2 separate regions of the Zea mays genome follow, and region 2 is linked to region 1. Evidence: chromatin contacts called from public Hi-C data. All regions are on one chromosome and are shown on one strand. The core of a region is the stretch at or near the end of the contact, and the rest is flanking DNA. Distances in the headings are between cores, read along the strand shown. Region 1 has its middle 30 kb from the start of z1B_1. Region 2 overlaps LOC100274092 (dolichyl-diphosphooligosaccharide--protein glycosyltransferase 48 kDasubunit).

Region 1 (6,151 bases), core at 2,612-5,111:
CAAGTGCTACATTTAGAAACTGATCCACAGTTTGTGTACCCAACCAAAACAACGCTACCCTACAATATGACCATGACTATGATGGTGGTGTGCCATGCCACGTCATGCCTCACCTTGCCGCCGGTGGGGCGCACAGGTGTGACACATTTACTATTTCCTGAACCACTCATGTTACCATGAAAGTGTGACTGTTTTCCAAAGAATAAATGTGATACTTGCCATATGACCAGTGCTATACAAATAGGCTGGTAGCCTCGGATAGAAAGTGATCATATATACTAACAAGGAGCATTAACTATGGGATATTGTAATACGCTGAATTTGGGGTATAAAATTATCTACCAAATTCAGGTGTTACCGTCTCTTTACTTGCTTTTCTTTTCTTTTTTCTAAATAATGGAGAGTTATTTTGTAATATATTGGCGTAAGCCTAGTGAGGTAGGCCCTAGAGGTGTTTTGATTGTTGCATTCATAACGTTGCACAGTGTTTATGAGTGCAAAAAGTTTTCGAAACATGTTAAAATATCTCGAGAATGTTTCCAAGAGTTTTTGGGTCCTTCCGAACATTTCTTAGTATTAAATATGAAACAAATTTTCTAATATTATTTTAATCTCTAAAATTTAGTGTTTACCGAAATATTCCGAGAACCCAATAATATTATATATATATATATATATATATATATATATATATATATATATATATATATATATATATATATATATATATATATTCCTCTCGATGATTGCGTTATAGATCACGTATCCTTTCCTCGAGATCGTGAAATCGCTTCCCGTCGCGTGAACGGTGTGCCGCTCGTGTATGCAACACCCCGTCAATCTCAACATCTAATCTTGTCTATCTTTGTGTCTATCCCTATCTCCCCCGATATCTACCCTATCTACCCCCTCCTCTCTGCAGCTACCTTTGTCTACCTTCATCAATCTCGCACCTCACCTCGCCTCGTCACGCACACCGACGAATTCGGCAACTGCCTCCTCTCTCCCCTATGGTGCCTGCAAAAAGGAAAGTTGTCTCCCTTTAATATATGGGAACGTATCTGGTGCTCAAAGGATATGGTGCTCACGTGCACATTTTAAATCTGGAACGTACATCCAACATCTAACAGAAGCATCAATTTTACAAAGTACCTCTTTCACCTTCCTTACTTGGTGAGAGGGGTTCTTAATCAAATTAACTGTAGCCACATCCAGATGTGAGATAGATGTCTCAGATTTAAAATGTGCACTTGAACACCGTACCCCTTTAGAGCTGATTTGGTGACCCGGATCCCGGGAGAATTGGAGGAGATTGAAGGGGAAATTAGTTCATTTTCCCCTCAACCCCCTCCAATCCTCCCGTGATCCACTTGTCACCAAATCAGCCCTTAAGCACCAGATATGTATATGTCCCTTAATATATACAGACTCCCCAACCCCTACGCACTCACAACTCCTTTTCTTCCCCTATGCCGCACAACTTTCTTCCCATGCGATGCGCCGCCGTCGCCCATGGACTAGCAGCCTGATCAGGCATCGTCGAGCCTTGCCGACGTCCTCGATCACGACGTCCCGCGCGCACCAATGTTCGTGCTCTGCTCTTCCACTCTATATCCCCATGGACATCGCTGATGTGCTAGCCGGCGATCCCCAACCAGCCCTATCTTGTTCCCGGTTGCGAGCGTGGTGCTAAGCCATGGAATTGCTGTCACCCGCACCTTCTCTGTCTCCGCCGAGCTGCCTGGTCACATGCATCTGCCCGCGCCGCCTCATCTTCCCGGCCGGCAAGCCCCCAACCGCTCGTGCCCCCTCTTGTGTGTGTCCCTACCGGCCCGCGCCACTACGAGATACGCCGCCACCGCTCTGCCATGGCTGCGCGTCACCGCACGTGCCTCCTGGCCGCGGCAGCCGCTTGCTCCGGCGAGGCCACGCGCCTGCCTGCTCCAGCGTGGATGAGCGCCACCCCCACGCTGGTCCTCGCTCCCTACTGCGTATGCCTCCTAGCCGAGCGGTGCGGCATAGCCATGGCGCCCTGCGTGCCGCGCTTCCCCGTGCCCTTGCCCCAGCCTCGCCACCGGCCAAGGGCGGCAGCCAACGCCTCCGCATGCCTATGCTCGACGGCGCTGCCAGCCGCCAGCCCCCTAGACAATCCCCACACGCGTGCCTAGGAACTGTCGTGCGTGCAGTTGCAGTTTGGGAGAGAATCATGCGTGACTGCGTGAGTGGCTGTGTGGAGGAGAGAGGAGGTTGTGCCACGTTTGATCCACTGTATCAGATTGTCTGCAGCCGCATTTCCTGTAGCCCTAGGTGTGGTCAGCCTTCGGCCAATCAGATTGAGCCACATTGCTCAATTCATTAAAACTCGGTATCTTTTGCATTAAACATCCGTTTTGCCCCGTTCAAATTGCGTATGCTTTATTATTGTTGTAAACTGTTGCAGTGCTTAGTGGCAAAACTAGTGGAGAGAGAAACAGAGAGAATGAAATGACAGAGTAACTGTTGTCTTTATTGTAGATAGGATTGTTTATATACAGGGATGCAGTGTCTCTCAAGGAGTGTGTCCCTTGGGAGAAAACTGCCAGGGGAGGAGTTGATCACTTTGTACACAATATTTTGTAATACTCCCCCTTGATCAATCCAAGTCCATTTGATAATCTACAATTTATCCTCCAAAATATTATCTCCTTAAAAACCCTGAGGGAAAAATAAGGAGTACACATTGTCTTTTGAATAATGAGATAATCTCACTTGAACAACAATTAAAACAATAGTATCATTGGAACATGGTAATAATGTAATATTAATGCCAAAACCAGATAGAGCAATAGCATAACTACCCAAAAGTTCAGTGGTAAATAAGGTGTGAGATAAACAAGTCTAGGAAAATCTATTAGGTCCCATCAGATTAACCTGAGCATGTCACAGTGATTGACAAAAACATTATTGGGTAAAGAAAAGTGATCAAGGGCACAACTTGCCTTAGACATGAGATTCCAGGTACCAACTTAGTCTTCAGATGACTCGTAACCTCGCTGCTAGTCGTAGCAATACACACAAACATGGTATAGGCAAAAATTAACATCACTCCAAACATGAGAACAAACTACATAATAATATCCTACGCATCGTAATGAAAATCTAGGTTCAACAAACACTAAAATCGGAGTTACGGTTATAAAGTTATGATTTTCATAAGTTTTATGTGATCGAATATGAAAACTATGTCTATGTTGATTAATGAATCATGTGAGAAAGATATTCCTAAGAAACCATTAATTTAATTCTAATCCAAGTTATAACTTGATTAGAAGACATATTTTAGCTAAATCATAACTAGGGACTGAAAACATTACTTTAATTCTAATTAGAGAAGTTAATCCGATGAACCTAGGGTAAACATATTAATTATTTAAAAACGTGTTACATGATAAAGTAGGGTTACTAATGTGTAGATAATTTTATTACGAAGCTAACGCAATTTGGAGGGATTAAATCGGAGTTAAAACGTGGAAGTTATAAATTTTCCAGGCTTTTTGGATTATTTCAACACTAAAAATCATTTTCGGATCTAATTTATTAATAATCCATATTTAATGGACTGCAGTGCCTATTGTTTAAAAGCCCAAGGTCAAATCCGTAAAGTTTTGGACTGATATGCAATTTATTTTTCAATGTGTTTGGACGGCGGGTTCAATTGTAGAGAAGGGCAGGGGCTAAATTGCATACTATCCGGGTTGAAGGGGTATGGTTATTACTCGACCGTTGGATCACCAATCTACGGATCGGATTAGATCATAGCCTTCACGAACCGGTACGCAGTCAGTGTCCTCCGATCCAGATCGAACGACGCATATTCAATAGGTCGAAGGGGTACGCTCAAACTAATCTCAACCGCTCTCTCCCGATCGGACGGTGCAGATTCCATACCCCAACCAGTAACGGAAGAATTTAATCCTAGCCGCACTACAGAAGATCAACGGTCCAGATGTCGACATCCATCTCGCTGAACATAGCAGCGGCGCAGAGACCCGACCACAAGTCCCCGACGAGGGCCAATGCGCGAATGCCCAACGACGGATCATCTCTCTGCTCTCTCTCGGTCGCTCTCACCTGCCCGTGTGTTCTTGGCTTGGGTTGCTACGACGATTAGATTCAATGGACGAGGAGATTATGGAGGGGCGGTTTTTATTATATTCCGGATTTGAGGAAAGGCCGATTGGTGTCAGGCTGGATCGGGACCCCATGAACTCCGGTGGCTGTTTGCAAACGGGTACAAGCGTGGAGAAAAACCTGATGAGCCGGCCCCACACGTCGGAGATCCCCCCAGAATAATAGATTTCTGGTGTGCGGGACTGGGGCTCTGCCACGGAATCGAGGCACACACATTATCCCGAGCGGCCCGTGCGGGGTGAAGAAGACCGATCCGATAGGATGGCCCCACAACACAGTGGCTAACGCAGCATCGTGGAAGAGAGAACCTGGACTATGGTCCCTACCTGTTCGACACACCGGTCCGAGAGTTCGCGTCAGGCGTGAGGCCGACCAGCGGGGTCCACACAGCGGTGACGCAAGGCGCGCGGGTGTGTTTGCTGGCGGGCCGCGCGCGTAAGAGCGGGAATGGGCCGGGTGAAGCTAGTGGGCCGAGCCAAGGAATTCAGCCCAACAGCAGGGATTTGTTCCTTTTCTTTTCTTTTCCTATTTTCATTTTGATTTACAAATTTCAAATTCAAATCCGAGCTAAGGTTTCAAAATTCAAATTTAATACACAATCAAAATATCTAGCATGAATGCGAAATTTAAGTTTATTTATTTATTTCTTATTTAAATGAATGCCTCTGGATATACATTTAGTAAAGGAGATATTTACCCAATAGCAAATATTTATCAAGAGTTACTAAAAAATAGTACTTGAAGGAAAATAATCCATTCTAACAAATTTAAACTATTTTTATTATTTATTTCTTATAACTTACAAACTGAATTTATGTTTCTATTTTATTTTAACTGACATTGTTTTAATATTAATATTTATTTTTTTAAAAAATCCATAGTATAATTATTTATTAGGACACTTTCCTTTGATTTCTTTTACTAATCGCAAAAATCAGAATTTTGAGTGTTACATCTCCGAATTGTTATTTATTCAATATATTATGTGTCACATGTTTTATTTAATTAATTAATCATTAATTTGTCTAATGGCTAATAAAATAGTTGTTTTATCGAAAAAATCATAATTTTAGTTAAACATTTTGAAAATATATGTTAATGTAATTGTGCTAATTAAAACATTTGAATTTATGTTTGATGTGATGTCGATTAGCGCTTCTACATATCACGTACATTCTGAATTAATTATTTACGTGTTTAATCACGTAGACCTTCCAGAAGTTATAACTTTTGAACAGTAGCTTCGATTTCGGTGTTTCTTTTCTCGCGTGACTGTAGAAGCGAATTCTATTTGGTATTACATGTTTATAATGCTTTCCCTTGTATGGTGTAATGTTCTTATGCATGTACATGTTTGTTTAATTGTGCCTATTTGTGTTCGCTGCATGTCGCGAATAGAACGTGATCCGTTCCCAAACTTCTGCGAATCGACGATCAAGCTTTGGTGATCATGAGATCGAGCTCTTCATGTTCTACAAGGTTGAAGACCTTGAGCATATGTTTGGTGAAGACAAGTGTCCTCTGACCTACTTATGTCATATTCACATGATAATTCATTTCCCCATATTACATAATTGAAACCTAAGGATTTACTAGCTTTCTGTTCACCTTGTCCTTGATTACCTTTTGGGTTGTTGTGGTTAGCTTTATGCTAGTGCTCTACTTTAATCAATGAACATGATGAGATACAATTATGATACAATGATTTTATTCTGCAAATGATGATGAATTTGTGGCACTGAAGGGGACTTAGGCTGTTTCCCGAGTACCTCTCCATAAGGACCTCTTCACTGAGAGACCACCTGGGAAAACAGTTCAACCGTGAGGATGGTATGGGACACTCTTGGCCAAGTAATTAGGGAAGTTTTATGTTGGGTGCTTGTTTTGGTCATTGGGGACGGAGGCATCTATTATGAATCTTATATTCTCGCCCAGGGATCTAGGTACGGGCGTCGTTCCCATGGCTTTTTCCTAAGGGCAG
Region 2 (6,151 bases), core at 2,481-4,980, 300 kb before region 1:
CTGGTCGAGGTGGGACGTCGGGGAAGAGGGAAGACCGGAGGTGGGACGTCGGGCGCCGCACCCAGGGGGAAGGTCGGCGGCGGCGGACGCGCAGGGGCAGAGGCCCTGGGCGCGACGAGCGCGCAGGGGAGGGGCGACGGGATGCGTGGGGAAGACCGGAGGTGGGACGTCGGGCGCCGCACCCAGGGGGAAGGCCGGCGGCGGCGGACGCGCAGGGGCAGAGGCCCTGGGCGCGACGAGCGCGCAGGGGAGGGGCGACGGGATGCGTGGGCAGAGGGGCGCTCCGCGCCTGGGCAGGGGACCGGCGGTGGAGCCGGCGGCTGGGAGGGAGAGGAGGGAGGTCGGCGGTGGGCGCGGACGCTGGCTGGGTGCCGGCGGCCGACGCAGGGGAGAGGAGGGAGAGGAATCGGCGGCAGGGGAGATGAGCCCCTGGCGGCTGCGCAGGGGAGAGGATGCCCCTGGCGGCTGTAGGACAGGAAACAGAAAACCTAAACCTAGACTGATGATACCATGTTGGAAACTGAACCCATGCAGGCCCATTACAGTGAGGGGTGAGACGGTAATTACAACCCAAACCCTAGACTCCTAGACGGGTAGTCTAACAATGGCCGTGGTTGGCTGGCTACGATGGCGGCAGTGTCTTGCCTTGCAGACCCGCCTCCTTCGTAGTCCCCTCCTCGCTGTGTGTTCTGTCGAGGTAGAGGTTGGGGATCCTCCTCGTCGGTCGGTGGTGGATCTCATCCTCCAATGGCGCTTGTAGGTGGAGTCGGATCCCGATCTAGGGTTCCCGTTGGGACAACCAAGTCAAAAATTCGCCTCCGAGGTGGATCGAACCTAGGACCTAGAGGTGCTACTCGGAAGCCTTAACCATTACGCTAGAGGCCCTTTCGCTACACTCTAACAGAATCGAGATATTTTGATATTTGACACCCAAATCACATGCCTTTCATGATTTAACACCGCTATCACAATGACATGTGGGGTCACTATGAGTTATCGACATGTGGGTCAGGGTGTCAAATCCTGAAAGGCACGTGAATTGGGTGTCGAATCTTGAAATTGAGGACACACCCTAACATGAGATATTGGGTGATGTCATATTAAAAAGGATGTTTGAGCATGTTATACTCTTTGCGTTGTAGCATAGATTGCAAAGTTTCATATTGCTGGTTGTTGGATATTTACAAATTATAGTACCACATATCCTGGAACAGAACGAACCTATCATTATTATTTTTACATATTTCTGGAGTTCATTTATTATATGCTATTGTACAGATATGAGAGAGCTGGAAACGAGCAATTTGTGGCAGAGATAAGCAAATGGGTTTTCCATGAGAGGGGACATCTAAAGGTTATATTGCCTTATTATTCCATTATAGTTTTATTTAGGGGATTGATGTTTTTCAAATAAAAGGGATGGTGTAACCTTTGTTGTGTTCATATTCACAGGCTGTTAATGTTAGGCATCACAAGGTTGGGGAGACCAATGAACCAGGCATGTACCGCATTAATGATGACCTGGTAATTCTTTTGCCTTGATGTGTACTTGCTGTTGAGCTATGACAAGTTAAATGTGCTAATATAAAACTCCCCATCCAGGAATACTCTGTTGAGATCTATGAATGGTCCGGAACAAGCTGGAAGCCGTATGTTGCTGATGATGTGCAGCTTCAATTTTTCATGATGAGCCCTTACGTTCTGAAAACTATGTCGACTGACAACAAGGTGCGGACTTACTAAATATGTTTTGTATTAAAATATATTGTGAGACTGACAGATTGCTGTGGCTAAACTATCATGTTCTCCCAATTTAGGGTTTGTATTCAACAACCTTCAAAGTTCCAGATGTTTATGGAGTTTTCCAGTTCAAAGTTGAGTACCAAAGACTGGGATATACTGGTCTGTCTTTTACAAAGCAGGTTAGTCCCCTGACACAATTACTTTACTCAAGCTGCATCCACTTGTATAGTCGTTTTCTGTGACTTTTTCTCATTCGATAATCTGTTTCTGTCTGCTGCAGATTCCAGTACGTCCTTACAGACATAATGAGTATGAGAGATTCATAACATCAGCGTACCCATACTACACCGCCTCATTTTCAACAGTAAGATCTTCCGTATTCTATTCAGTAGACACAATGAAATTGTTTTTTGCATCTTTTACAGCTTCACCTCTATGAGCTTTATCATTAAAATTCACTTGCGTAGATCGTTTCATAGGTTGAATCGTGTATAACTACCTAGCCTTGTTTTTTCTTACGGCCTAGTTTGAATAGATGATAATCCTCTCCAGTCCATATGCATTGGTAGCTATTGACAGGGAAACAAGTCCATTCCCCACTTCAATCCACATGTATTGAGAGAGCATGTAAGCTCTGGATTAGCTCTATGTATCACCTCTCTCATTTCTTCCTCGTTGCAGATGGGTGCTTTCTTCGTATTCTCGTTTGTGTACCTGTACCACAAATAAAGGACTCATGGGAGCGCACAAGTCTCTGGAGGCTGACGTGACCAAGATCTGTGGGCACTGAATGTTGTGCTATAAGCCAAGAGTTACCCGGCGCCAATTTTATGGAACCATGTTTTTGTACTGCCAACTTAGATAACATTTGACGACCGTGACCGCACTCATGGGAAATTTACTCGTGCTAGGATGTTCGATCTGCCCCCACTTCTTTTTTTTCTTTCTTGGACCCTTTCTGATCAGCACTTGTCAGAACGTTTACAGTCTATAGCACTGAAACGTGATTTTGGAAGTACTACACCCCCAGTAATTTTGCACTCGTGCCCAGTTCTGATTTCTGATCCTGGGTGTGGACTTCAAAGTCTGCCTATTATACTTCCGCAATTGTTCGTGTTTATAACCTGGACGCACGTATTTTTTTTCACGGGCTTATTGAACATGATGCTCGAAGAGTGCACTAAACATGCCATGCACGTATTTTTTTTCACGGGCTTGTTGAACATGAATGCTCGAAGAGTGCACTAAACATGCCGCTTCATGTACAGAATTCGAAATTTGTAATGTTATATGAGCATTTTCTCGGGCAGTGGATGCATTTTAGGTGCCGTTTGGTTCACATTTGTCATGTACATTTGTCATGTAATGGGTAATTGATAACGTTAAACCATGTTTATTTAAGTTTAACTGTAATTAGATATCACACTAGAAATTGATAGAATGAAATTGATAGCATTCTATTCAAACTTATTATTGCTAGTACTTGATTGTGAATCATTATTATGTTACATTTTAGTAAACCAAACAACATCTTAATATTTATTGGTCTTCAACAACGTTCTCTAAATTTCATCTTCTAAAAATATATTCACTGTCCTATACACCATACTCTAAAAGATTTCTTTCTCTATATTTCCTCATCTCCAGCAACGTTTACTAAATCCGGTTCTCTATATCTACAGTGATGACAGAAACTATATACTATATTGATTGTTTTGTAATATACATTTAAAAACAAATTTAACCTAGTATGGAAAAATTAAGTAAACTTTTTTTTTGAAATTTGACATTTTTTGATAATCGCATGAGAACGCAATGCGAAAACTGTATGAGTACGTAGAATGTAAAATATTATTTATATTAAAACTATTAAATATGTTTTACAACTACATTTTGACGTGGTGGAGATTTTTTTTGTGTTCACGTGAACCTGAACGTGTGGACCGGCTGCTTTTGCTGTAACCAGAGACACGTACAACGAGCGGCGGGAGGGAATAGGGAGAGAAGCTTTGGGGCCGTTCGGTTGTACAGTAATAAGACAGGATTCGTTTCAGCTCATCAAAATCTATATAAATTAGAGAAGTAATTTCAGTAGAAATCAATCCGAGGCTCCAATCCCTAAAAACCGAACAGAGCCTTAGGCTATTTGCAGCTGTTTCACTGTATTATTTTTTTTGCATCACATCGTCAACATTTTATCTCTTACTTTTCTTACTCCCGCAGCTGTTTCTCCTAAATTCTCTCATTATACCTCACTTCAACCATAAAATATCATTTTTTATACCTATCTATCATCATTTATCTATTTTTCTCCAACTAACAACTCCTGATATGCACGCAGATATAGATGGCCAAATGGGCCGTGCCTAACGGGCCGGCCCGAAGCACGGCCCGTTTAATAGTGCCGGGCCCGGCCCGGTACGAGAACCGTGCCGTGCTTGGGCCGCTGTCTCGGCCCGCAGTGCTGGCCCGGCCCGGCACGATTATATATTTTTTATTTTATAAAACATAGTATATATATATTTACATTTTATATTAGCTATTTACAACAAACGCACTTGAGTTATACTGGTTAGTGTCCTTCAGTTAAGCGTTTCAGCCTCATAGAGTGAGGTTGCGGGTTCAAATCCTCACAAAAACATGGTTTTTTTGCTATTTCCTTGAATTAATGGGAGAACGTGACCAGTTAAACGGGCCGGCCCGGCACGACCACCAGGCCGCCGTGCCGTGCCTGGGCCGCGGTTGCGGCACGCGGGCCGGCCGGGCACGGCCCGATTAACCGTCGGGCCTGACGGGCCCGTGCCGTGCCGGGCCGGGCCGCCCGTTTGGGCATCTCTACACGCAGATCCACGCTAGGGGCGTGCTGCTGCTCCCCTGCTTCTGGCAGTGTCATGTGGTTTCCGTCACCACTGTAGCGCGTAGAGGATGATTTGACGGCTATCATTGCAGCAAAAAAAAGTCCCCTAAAGGGGAGGGAGTGGCCGGCGGGAGCCGTTGCATGCAGTCTTAGGGAACGGTCAGAAGTGTGTTAGGTTTAGGGGACGAGAATAACAATCTCTATTTTACCGAACCTTTTATAAGTTATTGATGGAAGCTTTGCGAACAACGAGAAACATTTTATAATTAGCGTACCGAATGCTTTAATGTATCTGATGCTAAACTCACATTGTAAATTGTCATTTGGATAAAAGTTACCGTACACATTTTTATCGTTTAATAGCATGTTTACATTTTGTGCGTAGCCTATAGAGCCAATTTCGTTCTCCCCCTTTAACTAGCAACAAATCTGGATAGAAGATTGGAAGATCTATATCTCCCTGCTCCCCTTCCTTTTTTTTGCAGATCGGCCTATGGCCTGACGACCTATGATAGTAAGGTGCTGTTTGGTTCATCCAAACCAGAGGTAACACCGTAACAACAATGTGATCGACTGCCCCTAGTAGTTGTTACATCGTAACGATTAATGTTTTTTGTTTGGCGGTAGCTAGTGGAGAGAAGCTGCGGAAGTGGCATCAGGTAGCATAGGGAGGCGGGCGGAAACTAAGTTGCACGGGTCTAAATCAGATCCCCTGTTAACAGCTCTGGTACAACCCAACCAAACACGAAGCAACGTGACACGATTGCGCTGTGGATTGTTATAGGGACAAAAGTAGTAAATCAAACACATCCTAAATTGTGGACATGTGGATGTTTTATTTATGGTTATTGGCTTTACATTCACACTTTTCTAGCCAACAGAACATATACACTATCTAGGGAACATAACATATTTTTGTGTTTTATACTCTATATTCAAGTACGATATTGATATTTTTTTTGAAAAAAATAAAATAGACTATGTTAGACATAGCCTATCAATGTCGTACCTAAGGCCCACGCATGGTGATTGGGTTGGATTGACTCGAGCCTAGTGGACAACGGGTTAGGTCGGGCTAAATAGCATGGTGATTGGGCTGGACCAGCCAGGCCCTATGGATAACAGGCTAGGTCGAGCTAAACCGTGTCAGACCAAGCCGTCCGACATGCTTGACCTATCTGAACATGTATACACGTATACAATTAAACGATTGTAGGTGGGGTTACTAGGTGTCGACGCAGCATAGTTGTTAGGTCATCGATTGAGGTACATAATATATTGATTCGGTAAATTTAGGATTAGTTAGGTTTGATTTGAGTTTGTAGTTGTTTGTTTGAGGGAAGGGGCGCAGACACGAGCACCCGTTGTGGTGCCGCCCGCTCGCCAAGCTTGTGAGGCATGAAGTCACAAGGAAGCAAGGACCCTGCCGCCACCATCTTTGCAAGCCGCTCGGGATCTTCGATTGCTCATCGTAAAGGTTTAGAACATATTTGAACAACTATCTCATTTAAACCAGATCTACCTATGTGATATATAGAAATCCTAGTAACG

The links. A called contact is a pair of places that touch in the nucleus more often than the background predicts.
Region 2: a Hi-C map of tassel shows a contact between it and region 1, with 4 times the contacts expected there. The contact joins two enhancer-like sites. A contact is called at or near these places in 3 of 25 Hi-C or Micro-C datasets (endosperm, leaf and tassel) and 1 of 3 datasets of contacts at active chromatin or transcription factors (leaf).

Annotation. Positions count from the first base shown.
Region 1 is chr7:19,297,306-19,303,456 of Zm-B73-REFERENCE-NAM-5.0, reverse strand. No RefSeq gene overlaps it. Among protein-coding and RNA genes, the nearest start is that of z1B_1, 30 kb to the right of the region's middle. Within about 2 kb of position 3,861, at least 18 of the 20 cell types and tissues checked have an H3K27ac peak or open chromatin away from gene starts, as enhancers often do. A contact at or near this core is called in leaf and tassel, where this site is marked.
Region 2 is chr7:19,597,915-19,604,065 of Zm-B73-REFERENCE-NAM-5.0, reverse strand. LOC100274092 (dolichyl-diphosphooligosaccharide--protein glycosyltransferase 48 kDasubunit) reads left to right here. Exons shown (of 13, transcript NM_001148471.1): 8 at 1,279-1,354; 9 at 1,453-1,524; 10 at 1,603-1,728; 11 at 1,818-1,922; 12 at 2,024-2,107; 13 at 2,425-2,782. The coding sequence ends at 2,472. Among protein-coding and RNA genes, the nearest start is that of LOC100274092, 12 kb to the left of the region's middle. Within about 2 kb of position 3,730, at least 6 of the 20 cell types and tissues checked have an H3K27ac peak or open chromatin away from gene starts, as enhancers often do. A contact at or near this core is called in leaf and tassel, where this site is marked.